Regions from separate parts of the Ovis aries genome. Here region 2 is linked to region 1. The links are chromatin contacts, called in public Hi-C maps. All regions are on one chromosome and are shown on one strand. The core of a region is the stretch at or near the end of the contact, and the rest is flanking DNA. Distances in the headings are between cores, read along the strand shown. Region 1 overlaps SYN3 (synapsin III). Region 2 overlaps SYN3 (synapsin III).

Region 1 (3,413 bases), core at 648-3,147:
GGCCCTGCCAGTTGCTGCAGGAAGAGAGCAGGAAGTCCTCGCCAGTCTCTTCTGCTCTTGACAGCTGTATGGAAGCATCCCATTAGGGTACCAGGGCTCCCACCCGGAGCGTCCAGTCCTCTCTCAGATGTATTCCTGTCTCAGCATGAGGAGGGAGAGGTCAATTTCCTGTGAATCATGAATGCGGCAGAAAGGCACACTGGTTGAAAGTTCCTCCCTTTAAACAACACCTGTGAGCCATCTTCACCTGAAGAAGGGCCAGCCACCTGCTTTTGAGGCCAGCAGCACACACGTCCCTTGCTGAGTGCCCAGTGACCTCTGCATGCAAGCCTTCAGTGACAATGGGCAAGGCATGGGCTTTGGGGTCAGAAAGGTCTGTTCAGTGAACATGTATTGAGTACCTACTGCATGCCATGTATGCTGAGCGCTAAAGAGGTCCAGACGAAAAGACCCAACCCTTCCCTTCAAGAACTCTGTATCAGTTGCAAGTTTCAGAAAATGGATTAGTTGGAGCCAAAGGGGATTTACTGGCTTGTGGCAATGAAAACTTCAGAGGTGCGGCTCCAGGTAGGTCTTTAGAACTTATTCTACCCACCCACTCCAGTACTCTTGCCTAGAGAATTCCATGGACAGAGGAGCCTGGTGGGCTACAGTCCATGGGGTCACAAAGAGTCGGACACGACTGAGAGACTTTCACTTTCACTGCCAACTTCAGTCCAGCTTTCTTCCATGTTGGCTTCATTCCGGTCAGCTCACTCATATAGTGATCCAAAACGGCCCCAGGCTTACAGCTTAACTGTGTCGAGTCCAGCAGAAGGAAGATGTCTTTCCCAACCATTTCAATCAAAGCCTGGAGTTGAGCCTTATTCACTGATAGGCCTGACTTAAGTCACATGACCATCGTGGAGGCCATCACTATGACCCAGAAAGCAGCAGCCCTGTAATCAGATACTCCTGTGTCACGCCTCTGCCCCGAGAGAGTGAAGTGGGACCACTGTGCTACCGTAACACGGACTGAGACTTAGGGGAGGGGTGTAACATGGTTCCTGCCCTTGTGGAACTCCCCGTCCAGGGCTCTAAGCTGAGGAAACAGCATGAACTAAAGTGAGTGGTCCTGCCTCCTTCAGAGCTGTGTTACACAGGTTAACTACCATTTCTGAACTTCTTCAGCTGTAGATTGGAGGTAATGCACCCAAGCCAGAGGGCTGATGAGAAAGGGATCTTCAGTGGCAGGGAGTGCACTGGAAATAGTGGTCTCCTTCCCTTCCCGCCAGTCCCAGGTGCCACCCCCAAGGTGGGTGCCCACCTGTGCTCTCCAGTCTCAGGGGCTGTGCTCGTTCCCTGGCACAACTGCACCCCCTGGTCTGGGGGAGTGACAGCCTTCCCCCAGTGGGCATTCAAGGGGCAGTCGTGGCCCTTTTCTCCACCACCTTTCCAGAACGTAAGCCCAGCCTTTCCCCGGGCCTCGCACGCTGCTCAGAGGTGTCTCCAGCAGGTCATTATCTCCCTGGCTCTGCTCAGTTCCAGGCCCCATGGGCCATTCCCTGCCATGGGAGTGGGGCTGCTCAGGCCTGGAATCCACTTTCCCTTCTGCAAATTCATGGTCAGTAGCCTCAGTGCCTCAAGGGGACTTAGCAGCAGAGATGAGAGAGCCAGCTCTGAGAGCACTTCAGCTCATTCCAGGCCTTATGGCTCAGAGACACAAATAGATCTATGAGCAGGCGTGCCCCATGTGACCCTGGAGGGTGGGGAGAAAAGCAAGAACATTGACACAAAGTCCCCTGTGACTCCAAATCCAGCCACCACGAAGGAAGCCAAGCACAAGGCCGGGAAGATACAACCATCCCCTTGTTGCAGGGTCAGAGTCCAGCACTGAGATCTTCTGCAAAGCAAACGGACCCTACAGCCATCAAGTGGCTGGAAAGGGAACAAAAGCAGCAGGTCCAGAGGGCCAGGCCCCCGGGCCAGTCTGGAGAAGCCTGCCAGGCTCCTCTGCCTGCGTGCCCCAGGCAAGGGGGAGAATACACCCTTTGTCCCCGCAGGCTGGGCCTGGGAGGGATTTCTGGGGCCCTTCAAGCAGTTTTCCCAAGGGAAAAGGATTTCAGGAGCAGCTGGGGTCCAGGACAGCTCCAGCTGGGGGCAGGACAAGCTCCTCGGTACTGGGGGGCCAGCAAAGTCCTGGGGAGGGGAAGGAGGTCAGGTCTCTGAGATCACCCCAACTCCCCTCACTGCCCCCCTCATCCTGCTTGTCGCCTGCCTGCCTAGCTCCCTGTCTAACCTCTCTCCCTCTGCGTGTCTCCCACTGTCCCTCTACATCTCTGCCTCTCTTTTTACCCATTGGCTCTCCCACTGCCTCTGTTTCTCTGCCTCTCTGTCTCTCGTGCATCTCTGTCTCTTACGTCTTCCTGTCTCTCTCCATCTCTGAATGGATGTGTTTGTGCGTATGTCACTGTCTGTCTCCTGGCCTGTTTTTCCTGTGGGTGTCTCTCTGGGTCTCTCCTTCCCCCGTCTCTGCATCTCTCGCCGTCTGCTTCCCGCTCGTGCCCCCTGTGCAGCATACTCACTGTCTGTCCATCCCTGCAGGTACAGGCTGTGGGTGGACAGCTGCTCGGAGATGTTTGGTGGCCTGGACATCTGTGCTGTCAAGGCTGTCCACAGCAAAGATGGCAGAGATTACATCATAGAGGTGAGCAATGGAGCAGGAGTTCCCCCTGGCCGGAACCAGGCCCCTGGGCAGGCATTCCAGAGGGAAGGAGTCCAGGTGTGACCTCCAGTGTGGTCATCTGTGTCTTAGGTCAGGGCTGAGGCACAAGCAGCCTAGGCCTCAGGGAGTGGCTCCCAGAGCCTTCTCACCCACTGCCCTCACGTACCCCCATCCACCCTCTTGGCTGCATCTTTGTGCCCGGGGGTCCTGCCCTGGACTTTGATGACTTTGGGCATGAGGTTTGACAACCTTCCAACACTTGTGGCCCTAACAATAGGGGAAGGGCACTGGGCCAAGAGTTGGCAAAATTCTGTCCCCTCCAGTCTGTTAAATTTTCTTAGTGTCCAAGCGGGTAAAGAGAGTCCACTTCCACAGTCACCGTGAAGAGTCCATCATCTGTTCAATCAACAAACATATATTAGGGGCTCCCATGGGCCTGGTGTGGGGCAGTTCTGGAGACAGAGTCCTGAACAAGACACGTATGGAGTGTGCCGGCCGGCGGGGAGGATGGTGCACTAGTCACTGCGGGGCACTGATGGTTAGGAACGGGGTGAGAACGGAGGCAAATATATGAGAGAGGTTCAGAGTGCTCAGAGTACCAGAATCTCTCCCTCAACTTTCCGGCATCTCACAGGCCAACGAGCCCCTGCTGCCCTCCAGAGCTGTCGCCTGTGGGTCCCTGTGGGCCTCCCATTCCCCTGCCTACCCC
Region 2 (3,413 bases), core at 325-2,824, 100 kb before region 1:
ATCATGCCCATTTTACAGATGAGGAAATTGGAAGGTTAAGCAATTTGGCCAGCGCCCCATAGCTAGTTAAATGGCATATCTGCAAGTCAAGCCCAGGCCTTTGAGCTTGCAAAGTTCATGCTTCAGAATACTGACTGTACTGATCCCATAGTTGCTTGACAATTAAACTGAAATAGTCAAAGGGGAACTTCTCTGGTGGTCGCCATGCAAGGGGCCCAGGTTGGATCCCTGGTAAGGGCACTAGATCCCACATGCTGCAACTAAGAACCAGCACAGCCAAATAAATATTTTCTAAGAAAATAGTCAAAGAGCTTTGGAGGAAAATGATGCATTCAGTTTGGGGCATCCAAAGAAGGTGCTGAGAATACAGCGACATATACACATCTGTAGCTAAGAAAATATGAATGGGCTGTAGATAAGATCTGGGAGCCATCAGTGAACAGGTCATTGCTAATACCAGGAACATGGATCTGAATAAGAAGAGAAGAAGGCCTCGGAGAGAGCCATATCCCACTTAGATGTTTGAGAGCCAGTGGTAGGTAGGTGGGTGGAGGGGCAAAGGATGCTGAAAAGAAGCAGCTGCAGAGTTAGGAAAGAAAAACAGAGGGGTGGTACCAATGGGCACCAATGTCGCATGCTACAGAGTTGGATGAAAACTGCAAAATGGCCTATAGAATTTGCAGATGACCTAAGTGACCTTGTGCTGACCAATTTCCTAAGTCTGATAGACAAGGGGAAAGGGACCATTGATAGATTTATAACAAAACTTACTATGACTTCTCATTTTTCACTTGTTGTTGTTCAGTTGCTAAGTTGTGTCTAACTCTGCAAAGCCATGGACTGTAGCACACCAGGCCTCTCTGTCCATCACTATCTTCTGGAGTTTGCCCAAGTTCATGAAAATCACCCTTTATCAAACTACATTTCCTGACCTGGGATACAGAAAAATGCAGTTGCTGCAGCAAAATACAAGATGTAATGAGGCTGTAGGGTATTTATCCAGGAGTTGGTGATGGACAGGGAAGCCTGGCGTGCTGCAGTCCGTGGGGTCACAAAGAGTCGGACACGACTGAGCGACTGAACTGAACTGAACTGAGGATATTTAGCAAGCCACTTCTCTTCTCGGGGCCTCAGTTTCCCCATGTAGAAAAAGATAGAAGGAGAGACAGACTAGTTTTCTCCCAGACCCAAAATTCTATTTTCTGCCATCCCAGATGTTCTTTGGGCATGCTGGTGTTGATGGGGATGGTGAAACAGGACTCGGGTGTGGTGAAAGAGAAGCCCCCAACCCCGCTTTAACTGCTGCAGTTCCCCCTGTGGTCTCTTCACTCTCAGTCTTGTTTTCTCCCCAGTCCTCCAAGGCGGCTATTGGAGCCAGTGATGAGAAACACATGTTTCTGGGCAGCTCTGGTGTTGCACAATGCCGCCAAGGGGAGGGGAAAAAAAGAAAGAGAAAAAAAAAAAGAAAAGAAAGGAAGGAAAGAAAAGAGCTTTGGTATTTTCAGCCTCCACAGACAATTCCTCCATTGATGTGTTGTGAGTCACGGCGGGCCGCCAGGCCATCGTGGTTTCTGAATCACTTCCTCCAAGAGAGGCTCTCCACTTGTTCCTGGGCTGGCTTCAGCCAGGGCTGGAATGTGAGGAGGTTGAGCCCTTCAGAATGCCTCTGACTGCTTTCTTCTTTGCTGGAGCTCCAACCACAGAGGTGGAAAGGCCTGGCTGGAAGGAGATGGGAAGCAGGTTGAACTTGCTTGTTCCGAGGAGTGGACCACCTCCCCCCGCCCCTGGCCACAGAACTGAAACTCATGCCCCCTCCCTGGTCAGAGATGGAAGTCACGTGAAAACCGAGATTAAGGGCCCTAGTTTTCTGCAGTGGGCGCCAGACTCAGATCTGAATTTTCCGTCTCCTCCACCTTTATTCTCTGGCTGCCTTGGACGAGGCTGGCACCTTTTGGCCAGAGGTAGATGTAAAGTGGATCCTGGTCCTCCGGTGACTAACATCAGGGCATCTTGGGCTTCATCCTCGGTCTCCCATCTTGCAGTTTCCATCTTTGAAGACAAGGATGATAATGGCCTGAGACGCCCTCGCCAGGATGATGGTACTCAAGTGAGACTCTGTTTTAAGTTCTTGCTTAGAACAAACTTCATTCATTCAACAAGGAGCTTTAACCCTCACCCTGGGTCACACTTTGTGTAGGCACCAGGCATTCTAAGAGGAAAGGGATATGGTCCTAGCCATATGAAAGAAAAATGGTAAAGCAGTGATGCAAATTCAGTGTGGCAAGTGCTCAGGTGAAGGGACCCAGAGGAGATTCTACACATACTTGGGGTTAGGGGAACTTCGGGAGGGCATCCAGGAAGGTTTGCTGGATCAGATAAGGCATCGTTAGCACCATTTTCCTTTGTTCAGCACCATCGCCCTCTCCCCTCAGCCCCTGGTTGCAGGACTTTCCCAGGTTTGTACTTTGAACAGAAGAGATGAAACCCACTCTCAGCCCCTGTAAGAGAGGAAGTGGTTTCTCCCCTCCTTGCCAACAGAAGGCGCTATTTCCCAGTAACCCCAGCAGTTGGGAATATGCTAGAATGCCGCCACCTTGTGGGCACACTGAGCCTTGCCCACTTCTCTGAGATGGATTAACATGGAAGCCATCCTCCAAAGAAACAGGGTCTCTGGCTTGGTTCCTTACCTGATTCCGGTTACAGGTGAAGGGTGAAGGGAGCACCCTTTAGAAACTCCCCTGACCACGTTGGCCAGCTGAAGTCTCCCTTAAGGAGACAGATCTGGATTAATAAGCTTTCTTAGAGCAGGCACCCTATCTTAACCTTCTTAACCTTCTTTCATAGATCTACCAGAAGTCAGGCAGGTAAGAGGTGCTCAACACATGGATGTTAGATAAACAATTTCTGTCAATAATCAGCCAAAATTATAGCCAGGGTTAGACATTCTTTACCATTTTATTCAACACACTAGCTAGGAGTCCTAGTTTCCCTAGGAGAGCCAGTATGTACTGCACCAATATGTCCCGCACCAATATGTCCCCCAGTACCTGGCCATACAATACATGTTGACCAAGTGAATGAAATCAGACACTTAAAAGTAAAGTTCTAGAAACAGCAAATATTGTTTGCTGAAGAGGAGTATGTGTATATGTGCATATATATATATATATATTTTTTTTTTTTTCATTCTGTATTGTCCAGTAGAGCCTGCTTTTTCTTGGGTATATCCCAGAAAGATACAATGACTATCTGTGGTCACACAGCTGGGGACCTGAAGGCATGTCAACTGATTTATCACTGTGCTTGCGTGGCAGGGTCAGCCCACACTTATAGGAGAGACAAAGAAAGACAGGAGTTATCTAGAGTTGTCTAGAATTATACCTGGTAGAAGAGTTTTCCACCAGGGATTTCTG

What was found. A called contact is a pair of places that touch in the nucleus more often than the background predicts.
Region 2: a Hi-C map of tail adipose tissue shows a contact between it and region 1, with 5 times the contacts expected there. The contact joins two enhancer-like sites. A contact is called at or near these places in 9 of 16 Hi-C or Micro-C datasets (hypothalamus, liver, mesenteric adipose tissue and 5 more).

What each region holds. Positions count from the first base shown.
Region 1 is chr3:176,742,910-176,746,322 of ARS-UI_Ramb_v3.0, reverse strand. SYN3 (synapsin III) reads left to right here. Exons shown (of 14, transcript XM_042247181.2): 10 at 2,584-2,686. Among named protein-coding and RNA genes, the nearest start is that of FBXO7, 46 kb to the right of the region's middle. Within about 2 kb of position 1,897, at least 19 of the 54 cell types and tissues checked have an H3K27ac peak or open chromatin away from gene starts, as enhancers often do. A contact at or near this core is called in tail adipose tissue, where this site is marked.
Region 2 is chr3:176,843,317-176,846,729 of ARS-UI_Ramb_v3.0, reverse strand. All of the region lies in intron 6 of SYN3 (synapsin III), which reads left to right. Among named protein-coding and RNA genes, the nearest start is that of FBXO7, 150 kb to the right of the region's middle. Within about 2 kb of position 1,574, at least 20 of the 54 cell types and tissues checked have an H3K27ac peak or open chromatin away from gene starts, as enhancers often do. A contact at or near this core is called in tail adipose tissue, where this site is marked.